2 separate regions of the Zea mays genome follow, and region 1 is linked to region 2. Evidence: chromatin contacts called from public Hi-C data. All regions are on one chromosome and are shown on one strand. The core of a region is the stretch at or near the end of the contact, and the rest is flanking DNA. Distances in the headings are between cores, read along the strand shown.

Evidence for each region. A called contact is a pair of places that touch in the nucleus more often than the background predicts.
Region 1: a Hi-C map of ear shows a contact between it and region 2, with 1.8 times the contacts expected there. The contact joins the promoter of LOC100281596 here to the promoter of LOC100191786 in region 2. A contact is called at or near these places in 2 of 25 Hi-C or Micro-C datasets (ear and leaf).

What each region holds. Positions count from the first base shown.
Region 1 is chr8:123,875,950-123,880,617 of Zm-B73-REFERENCE-NAM-5.0, forward strand. LOC100281596 (Putative E3 ubiquitin-protein ligase RING1) reads left to right here and starts at 1,685. Exons shown (of 10, transcript NM_001154515.2): 1 at 1,685-2,007; 2 at 2,138-2,261; 3 at 4,022-4,080; 4 at 4,630-4,668. The coding sequence starts at 1,824.
Region 2 is chr8:123,359,472-123,363,842 of Zm-B73-REFERENCE-NAM-5.0, forward strand. It overlaps LOC100191786, which reads right to left and starts at 1,780. Exons shown (of 2, transcript NM_001137211.1): 1 at 435-1,780; 2 at 48-351. The coding sequence starts at 1,062. The coding sequence ends at 302.

The DNA.
Region 1 (4,668 bases), core at 435-2,934, 520 kb after region 2:
TTACACAGACCAAATTCATTGACCCCTCTTAATAGTACGGCCATCTAGCCTACTAATCCGGTCAAATGTCTTCTCTAAACTCCTGGAGACCGACAAAAACAAAAAACTATGTTATACCTTTGCCTTCACTTGATCCACAACCAATGCTTATAAGTCTCCAAGATTTTCTGTTCTCTGTGGTCCAACCTGCATTCTTATTTCTCTAAGAACTGTTAATCCACAAATAGTTGTTATTAATTACCAAAACATCACTAAGGGGTCTAGATGATTCACACCAAGTCGGCTCTATAATGTTGCTGGGGGAGAATTGAGAACTATCCCTTGAAACGACCATTGAGGGCCGATTTGATAGGTCTAGACGTCTTGTCCCCAGCGGAGTCGTCAAAAGTATGTTGACACCTTTTTCGGGCGCCAATCACTCAACACGAACTGTGGTGGTGCTCTCTGCACAAGGGCGGACGGTCCGTGGCCAGGGGTCGGGCGGTCCGCGGCCTGGCGCAGGGCTAGGGTTTTCTGCCTGACGGCCGGACGGTCCGCGCGTGCGCAGGGGCGGCGGAAGTCGCCGGCGGCGCCTGGATCTCGCTCCCGGGAGGGACCCCGTCGGGGAGGAGAGATCCTAGGAGATGTCTAGGCTCGGCAGGCCAACCTAGACTCCTCTAATCGACGTAGAGTCGAAGAGAAGCGAATAATTTGGGGATTGGAAGACTAACCTAGAACTAGACTATAACTACTACTAAGAATAAATGTAAATTGTATTGATTGAGGGTTCGATTGATTGATTAAATCAGTTTCGGTTGTATTCCTCTGCTTTTATAGAGGAGGGGGGCTGGACCCGTTACCAACAAAATTTTGAGTTAATAATGTGATTCTTGCCAACAAACACAACAAAAAACTCGGAACCCTAATCTGTTCTTGCCAACAAATACAAATTTTCAAGTTTAAAATTGTTAGTTGTAATAAGAAAGACAAAATTATAGACGATTTTTTAATCTAAACTTGTCATGAATTTTAATTTTTTATTAGTTTTATGTAATGAAATTTTATATATAATTGAAGTAGAGTGGAAAAATGTATATTTTTGTGAACTTTGTTATTACATTGTTTGGTTCGGTGTCAATGAGGGATGGGACAATATCAATCCCTGGACTGATTCCGCCTCTTATTTTTTGAGGATGACCACATTCACCATTTTTTAAGAATATTATTTGACTCTGACTCTGGACCTCCAAACCAAACACGGGTAAAGTTAAAATGATCACATCTCATCACTCTTCCTCTTTCATCGTCGCTCCGTCCAAACGCTATTCTCTATACAACCTAAGGTGCATATACAAATTTGTTCCCCTGGATCAAAGGGCCGGCTCCCGTTGCATCTTGCATCCGACAGTTACGAGACTCGCACGGCCACGCCTGTACCGCGGCCGGGCGTCGCGCCTCCACCTGACCACCTCGCGTACTCAACAACGGCAAACGAGAAACAGAGAAGAAAAGGAGGCCCGAGAGCGCAGGGAGCGGCAGGAGGCAGGCAGCCAGCGAGTCGAGCCGAGCAGTCGCCGCACGCGGCCACGCGCATCGGCACCAACCCAAAGTTACACGACACAGGGGCAGGGGCAGCGCTGCACGGCCCGCACCGGGCACCCCCTTCCCCTGCCTCGCGTTCGCGTTCGCCTAGTCTCCTTCCTTTTCCTCTCGCTCTCCGCCTCCATCAGCTCGAGCCGCTTCCTTCCACCCACCACGCACCACCTGACCTCCCTTCCCTCATCGGCTCCTCCTCGTTCCCACTAGGCAGGAACGCCGCGCGCCGAGCCGAGCTAGCGGCCGGAATGCCCGCGCAGAAGCGCCCGCTCCCGTCGTCTGCCTCGCCCGGCTCCGACGCCGACGTCGAGGAAGCTCCTGGCGCCGACGCGGACGGCTGCGGCGGGGCCGACCAACGGTCGCCGAAGGTGACGCTGAACGGAGTGGAGGAGCGGGACGGCGGGCCGCTGCAGGCCAAGGACCAGCGCCACGGTACTACTGGGCTTTCAACGACGCGCGGCCCGCCGACTCGGGTCATCTTCTCGCGATGCGCGTACGCGTCGCGCGGTGCTGCGTCTCTAAGGGTGTCGCTGAGCGCGTGCTTCTCTGGTGGGCTTGGCAGATTCCGACGCTGACGACGAGGAGGAAGGAGACCGCGAAGGCGGCGGCGGCGGGGACGGGAGCGGGAGCGGAGGCGACGACGACTGCGACAGCCAGTCGTCGCAGAGTGACGGCGTGATGGACGAGTAAGTAAACCGTGGACTCCCCCCTCCCTCCCTTCTCCTCCGCTCTTCCCCGTCTCCTCCACCGCCGTCTGCTCTGCCGCCCGTAGCGATTTGGCGGTGTCCTGTCGTCACGTCCCCGTGCGCCAGCTCCCGTTCGGCCGGGTGACGGCAGAGGCTGTCGACGGGAGGTGCTCAGTCCACCCGCCAGCCCTGGCGGCCGCCGCTTTCGTCGTGGTGATGTCGGCTCGAGCGCTCCCTTCGCCTCCGAGGCGTGGGATCTTCGTAGTGTTGTGGACCCGCGAGCCCGCTCGGGTTCGTCCGTTCCTCGTGGCGTACTGGCGGCGGCAGGCCACCTTGAGTTGCTCTTGCTCTTGTTCGGTCGAGCCGGCTGTGCCTGTGCTGCTTCGTTGTGCGCGGCGGCGGAATCGCTCCCATCACCGCCAGGGCCTGGGATCTTAGCATGCATGCTTTCGTCATGTCGCACGGTTCCGGAGGCGCCGTGCTCGTGACGGCAAATGCCGGCGGGTGCATCCGAGGTGGATCGTCGCTTGCCCAAACTGTTCTGCCGGAGCCGCCAGCCACAGCCCACAGCTGAATGGGCCCTCTTGTTCATCGTGGTTCAGCTGCCCACTGGAACAGTTGCCTATTTTTCTTGCTCCTGAATCGTGTATGTCTACGGCGAACTATTTCCTGTATCCTTTTTGTCGCTGCTAGCCTGACCTCCAGGATCGCAATGGTCTTGGCGTCTTGGCATGCGTAGGCGACCTTGTGAGCCTCCTTGTGCACCCGTATTCTTTGTATACAACGGGGCTCGTGGAGATGCTGTTCTCTTAACATTAACATCTGGTTCTGGAGTGACATTCAAGGTCATTAATCCCATATATTATCTTCTTGGGGGGGGGGGGGGTTGCGAGGTATCTGTTCGTGTTTCCAGTTGTTCGTTGCAAGAGTTTCATTTTTTCAGTCATGGAGTGTGCTGTCAAGCTCCGAGTATCTGGTATCTTGTTCTACTGTTGCGACCCTGATTCCTGATCACCCATGACCGTGATAGTGCTTACCCTGTTAGTGCCTAACTCGGTTTGGTGCAGAAGCTTCTCTTGGTCTTTTGATATATAGTGTATGACCTCGCCATCAGCTGTTTTGATGTCTTCCCGTGCTTCCAAATTTTATAGACTGCATCTGATTTCTTACGTCTTTACTTATCATTTTTCCCATTATACGGTTTATACCCTGCATTTCTCTGTCCTGCATTTGGTAATTGATTACTTGTTAGAAGGTGCAAATCAGCTCCTCAATTGCTACAAGATCAATATTCAGTCTGGATAATTTTGTAGCATATTTCTGGTAGAAATCCTATTATTGTGGGTGGCTTTGGGACCCTATAGCTTCATTGAGTCCACCAATATGAGTTGGAAAGCTTAAGAGTTCTCTCTGGGGTCCAATTACTGTATAAGTGCTAATAGTATCAGTTTCCTGCCAAAAAAAAGGAAGGGCTACTAATTTCAAGCTCTTTTCATCTTGTTCTGTCATTCTCTTATGTCATGGTGAACATCACCTTCTCCATTTCATAGCTATATAATGATCTTGTGGTGGATTTTGTGTTCCATAGATTGTGGATACATGATTGATGTAAACATGAATAATAAAGGATTTATCCTCACTACGGTCAAAAGTTCCATACTGCTACCTGAATGTTTTTTTAATAAAAATGAATAATAAAGGATTTGTCCTCGCTACGGTCAAAAGATTCATACTGCTACCTGAATGTTTTCTTACTACAGGTTTACGCTTGTGAAATTAGTGGATGTTCGGAAGGAAGTGCAATGCCCTATATGCCTAGGTAATGATATCTTTGTCAACTTGCTTTTCATTTTCAGAGTTCCTCTTTATTTTGGACGGGTTCTCTTCTGATAACTTAACTTTCAATTGTAGTTAGATGTTACTGTTTTTTTTTTCTCGAACGCGCAGGAGAACTGCACATCTTATATAAAAGAGAGGAAGAAAAGCCATACAAAAGAGGCTATCTTGCTGAGCAAGTTCCCCAAGGATCCTTACTGTTATTAGATGTCAGGTTATTATTAATATTTGCTACAAAATAGGAAACCAGCAAATTCCATAGAATACATGTGTGCAAGTATGTTAGTTGTTGTTATCTTCCAAAAAATAAGCAGATGTACATGAATTATGTATCTTTTTCTTTTAACTCTCAGAAAAGCCTGAAAGTCAAACTCGTCACATTTATAATCTTTTTCTTTATGTGCTCCTAGTACTAGTTGGTTTACAATAGAAGCTAGGTTCTGTAAGTTTTTCATTTGTAAAACTGTAAGTAGCATTACGTGCAAAATGTGCGTGCCTGACCATCTGTCTCTGTTATGATCCTATTTTGCAGGAATTATTCGGAAGACAAGGACAGTCATGGAGTGTTTGC
Region 2 (4,371 bases), core at 530-3,029:
GCCCATGTAAATGAGTTTTCAGACTCAAACGGTACCATGTGCATTTTATATTAATAGCTTAATAATATTTCAGCTAAGCACAAACAGGCTACAAGTCAGAAGTCAGGCGCACTTCATTTACATACCCGCAGTACAATTTCGCATGAAACATTGTCAATTTCGATTTCTTCAGTGCTCATATGAAAGTATTCTGTACCCTATATATACACACTGAACACCAGCATAAGAAACATAAACCACAGCGATGCGAAGATAGTTCTACTCACTGTCGGTTCCTCATTCTCCTAAATCCATGAATAATTTAATTTATCTTTAAAGCAAAGCCCAAAGAAGCTGGCAGAGGCCCCGAAACTGTCAACCAGGCAAACACGATCGTTCAGCAAGAGAATCAGAACTCACAAAGGTTGCCCCAGCATCAATGGAGTGACGCAAACCTTCTAGAACATCAAGTTCCCGTGACATCCCTCCTCCCCCTTCATCGATCCTGCAGTCCGCAACTTGAGGGCTTGAGCTCTTCTCCCAGCCACCACCTCCTACTACCTCCGAGCTGCCATCGAAGCGCAGAGCTGGATCAGCGCCGCACTCCACAGAGCCCGCGCTGCATGGCCTCTGAAACGGGGACACGCCGACCTCGGCGTCGATCCTGCCCCGGACGTCGAGCAGGAGGCCCCTGAGCCTCGCCACCTCCGCCTCCAGAGCCGCGTGGTCTTGCAGCCGCCGCACGAGCTGCTGGTTGGCGGCGCGCAGCTTCTTGACCTCCCCTTCCAGGAAGGCCGCGCGCGCCTTCTTCTTCTCGCGGTACTTGCGCACGGCTTCCCTGTTTCCCAGGGGCCTCCGCGGCTTCGCTGAGCCGTCGTCCTCCCCGCCGCTGCCCAGGACCTGGGTGTGCGTGTGCAGGCACGTGTGGGTATGCATGGCGGCCGAGGGGCCCGGAGGGTCGCAGCTGTGCGTGTGGGTGCAGGTGGTCGTGGTCGTGGCGCTGCTGAAGAACTCGTCGAAGCTGTGAGGCATCTCCGGGTGGGAGAAGAGCAACTGGCAGGGGAGGTCAGCTCCATCGTCCATTGTGGCGGAGAATGCGCCTGCCTGCCCGGAACAGATTTCTTCCCTCTGTGGTCAACGGACAAGGATGCCAGAGAAGAAACGGGGAGGGCGGGAGGCGAAGGAATCAGGAACTTGTTCGAAGGATGCTCCTTGAAGCTTTGAGAAGTGGATTTCTGATAATCAGCGGTTGCTGGGTGGCAAGCTGACGGATCACGAGTGAAACTAACTTGCAGGTGCAGGGCAGGGCAGTGGACCACATCAGTCACCACTGAGCAGTCGAGCCAGGGAGGATTGGAGAGACGGCAACGAACTCCTGCAAGGAATGGTGATCTGCCCTAACTGGGCGAAAAGCAATTCACAAGATTGAAGAGTTGGTCGGAAGGACCGCAGACGACGCCGGATCAGCGTGGTAGCCCGAGAAGGCGGTGGACTGGCCGGGAAAATAAAGCAGGATTCCGGCGAGACGGTATGAAAAAAACGGTGGGGCAAGGGTAGGCGGCAGGTCTCTCGCTCCCTCACCGCCGAGCTACTTCTAGCGGGGAGAAACTTTCTGTCCAGTTTCTACCTTCCCTTTCTCTCCTCTCTCTATCCCTTCTCGCCTTTGTCAGCTTCTTTCTTTCTCGTCTCACCCGCCACCGATCTTTTGGAGGAGAGGAGAATCCTGGAAAGGGAGGGGTGTTGTGTTGTGGAGGAGATGGACGCCGACGTGGTTGGTTTAGGGGCGGGGGTGGAGTCGTGGAGACGGAGGGAGGGGCGACGATCCCCGGACCTTGCCAGTGCTGGGAGGTTTATCGATCGCTCGCAATGATGAACCTTTTCGCTTGTGGTGGCCTACAACTGGCCTGTTCAGTTGGACTTTTTCGCGCTTTAAACCTTTTCCACTCCCTCCGTTCGAAATCAGTATTCGCTCATCAACTACTTTTTATATCTATATTCAAATATATTTTTATATCTATATTCAAATAGACGACGAAGTCATATATGCAAAACACATCCATTAATGTTAAATGAATCCACTAAATACCTGAAACGAATTTTAATTTGAGACAAAGAGTACTATATTAAGTGTTTAAATATAATAGAGCTAATAATTAGTTGCTAAAAAATTACTGGTAAAATTAGCTAACTAACAAATAGATAGCCAATTATTAGTTAATTTACCAAAAATAGCTAATAGAACTATTAGCTAGAGTGTTTGATATCTTCAACTAATTTTAGTAGCTAATTATTAGGTTTAGTACATTAAATACCCTAAAGCACTAATTTCAACATTGTCCTGCGTTACCATTCCCGTTTAATGTAAAAATAAAATAAAAAATATATGTAAAAATATGAGTTTAAACTTTAGTAGTTAGCTTCACATTGACATCCACTTAATCAATAGAACACATTTTTATGTCTTAATAAAATCTATTCATATAATTAATATATATATATATACCATGTCATGCAAGTTTTTTTTATTGCCTAGTTGACTATGCACATCATTGTTCATAAAAAACACGCATGCAGAGAAGTTTTTTTAAGAACAAATTATAAAGAAGCGCTATGGAGAAACAAGCATAAAACTTTCAGCATCCAGGTGGTGTTTACTAGCTCGACCTCGGTTAGAATCCCCGAATTGGGCATGCTGCGCTCAGGGTCGCATGGCAAGCAGTGGCCGATTCTCGTCCAAGTTTGTGTCTGCTCTCTGCTGTGCGTAAGTCTGACGAACTTCAAATGGGCTGCGAGGAGCGAGTGGGGAACAGAAATCAACATGGAAACAAGAACGGAAGGACAAGAACAAATTAAGACCAGGTAACAGCTACATCACTAAAGTCAAGCTAGTCCATCGGTACAGACATCTCCCAGGGAAGGACCTAAGTCCCTTTTGTACATGGCTTACTTTGAAGAAGATTAGAGGTATCCATTGTTTCGATGATTAACCAAACGGCTTCAGGTAGCTGTAGCTTGCTGTGCGTTGAGTTCTTCAGCGGGTAATGAGATAAATAAACTTGTTCAACAGGGGAAAAAAGAACTTGCATGCAGGCAGCCGTGAACCAGTATTACTACCAGGCTACCAGCTTGCAGTTGATGGTTAGGTAACGCCCGTCTGGAGACGTGACCGTACTGCCGCTTGCGCTTGATGGTTAGGTTACGCCCGTCTGAGCTCTCAGAGTCCAGCTGTTTTGACCAAACAACATTTCTTCCCAGTACCCTGATACCATTCATGGGACTAAGAAGAAACCCTGCAGTTCCCTCCACATTTTCTCATCCGGGCTTGGGACCGGCAAAGGCAGTGTTAAACCGCAAACAAACAACAAATCAGGAAACACAAACAATTACACACAAAGAAGATCGTGCTCCCAGACATAATTTGAAAAAAAAGATAAGCAAGTGGACAGCTAAAAAACAGCCAGTGTACACTCGTGCAATCTTATGTACAGTTAAGACATCCAGCATATCACAAAAAACTGACCGCAATACATTTCTTAGCGCCAACATGGACATCATAAGGCACTACTGCTAGTCCACGATAGAAATGGTCAAACAATAAGCACATAGAAGACAAGTTTGTTCAGAGAGATTTTCTTTTGGCATGCACAGAAGCAGCAACATCCTTTTTCTTAGTTTTGATCCACAACAGATAAGATGCACCAGATGAAAGTCAAGACATAAACAATACATAACAGATGGAAGTAAAATTAGAAGCGAACCAGAAACTAGATTAAACATTAGTAGGGGTCCTAACAGAAAATTTGGGTAATTGGACCAAAAAGTATACGATGACCACATATGCTCAAGTAAAGAACCTACAATTTCAGTAACAAACCAATTTTGCACAATGAAGTTATGTATTGTCAAGAAAGAGTTCTTGCTGGATATCGGCGCAAATAGTGGACCTGAGCCATCAGATGAGGCATGCAGATTAACAAGGACAGCTTCAAAATAAAGGTAGTGCAAAGGAGTAACCTAACCTTAGCTCCAAGTGGATCCAATATAAATGGTTAGATTGAAGAGTATCGTAATGAGTGCCTCATCACTCCTAACATCCAAGCATTAATGCTTTCAAATAACTGGAAACCAAGCAAACCACCAACAATCCAAATCACAAGTGAAATGGAAAGTGATATGCAGTCAATATTCAGGAACAGTAGTTAGTGCAATCTCTGAACAATGTATCGTCTTGGTTGTGATCATGTGGATTATATAACTAGCATGGAGCATCCAAAGCATCCGAAACAGCAGATCAGTACAAGTAATCAAGCTTGAACTTCAATGCACACTATCTGAAAGTTCTCTGGCTAGCAAAATTGGAGGTAGTAGAATTCGGAAGATAGGCACATATTA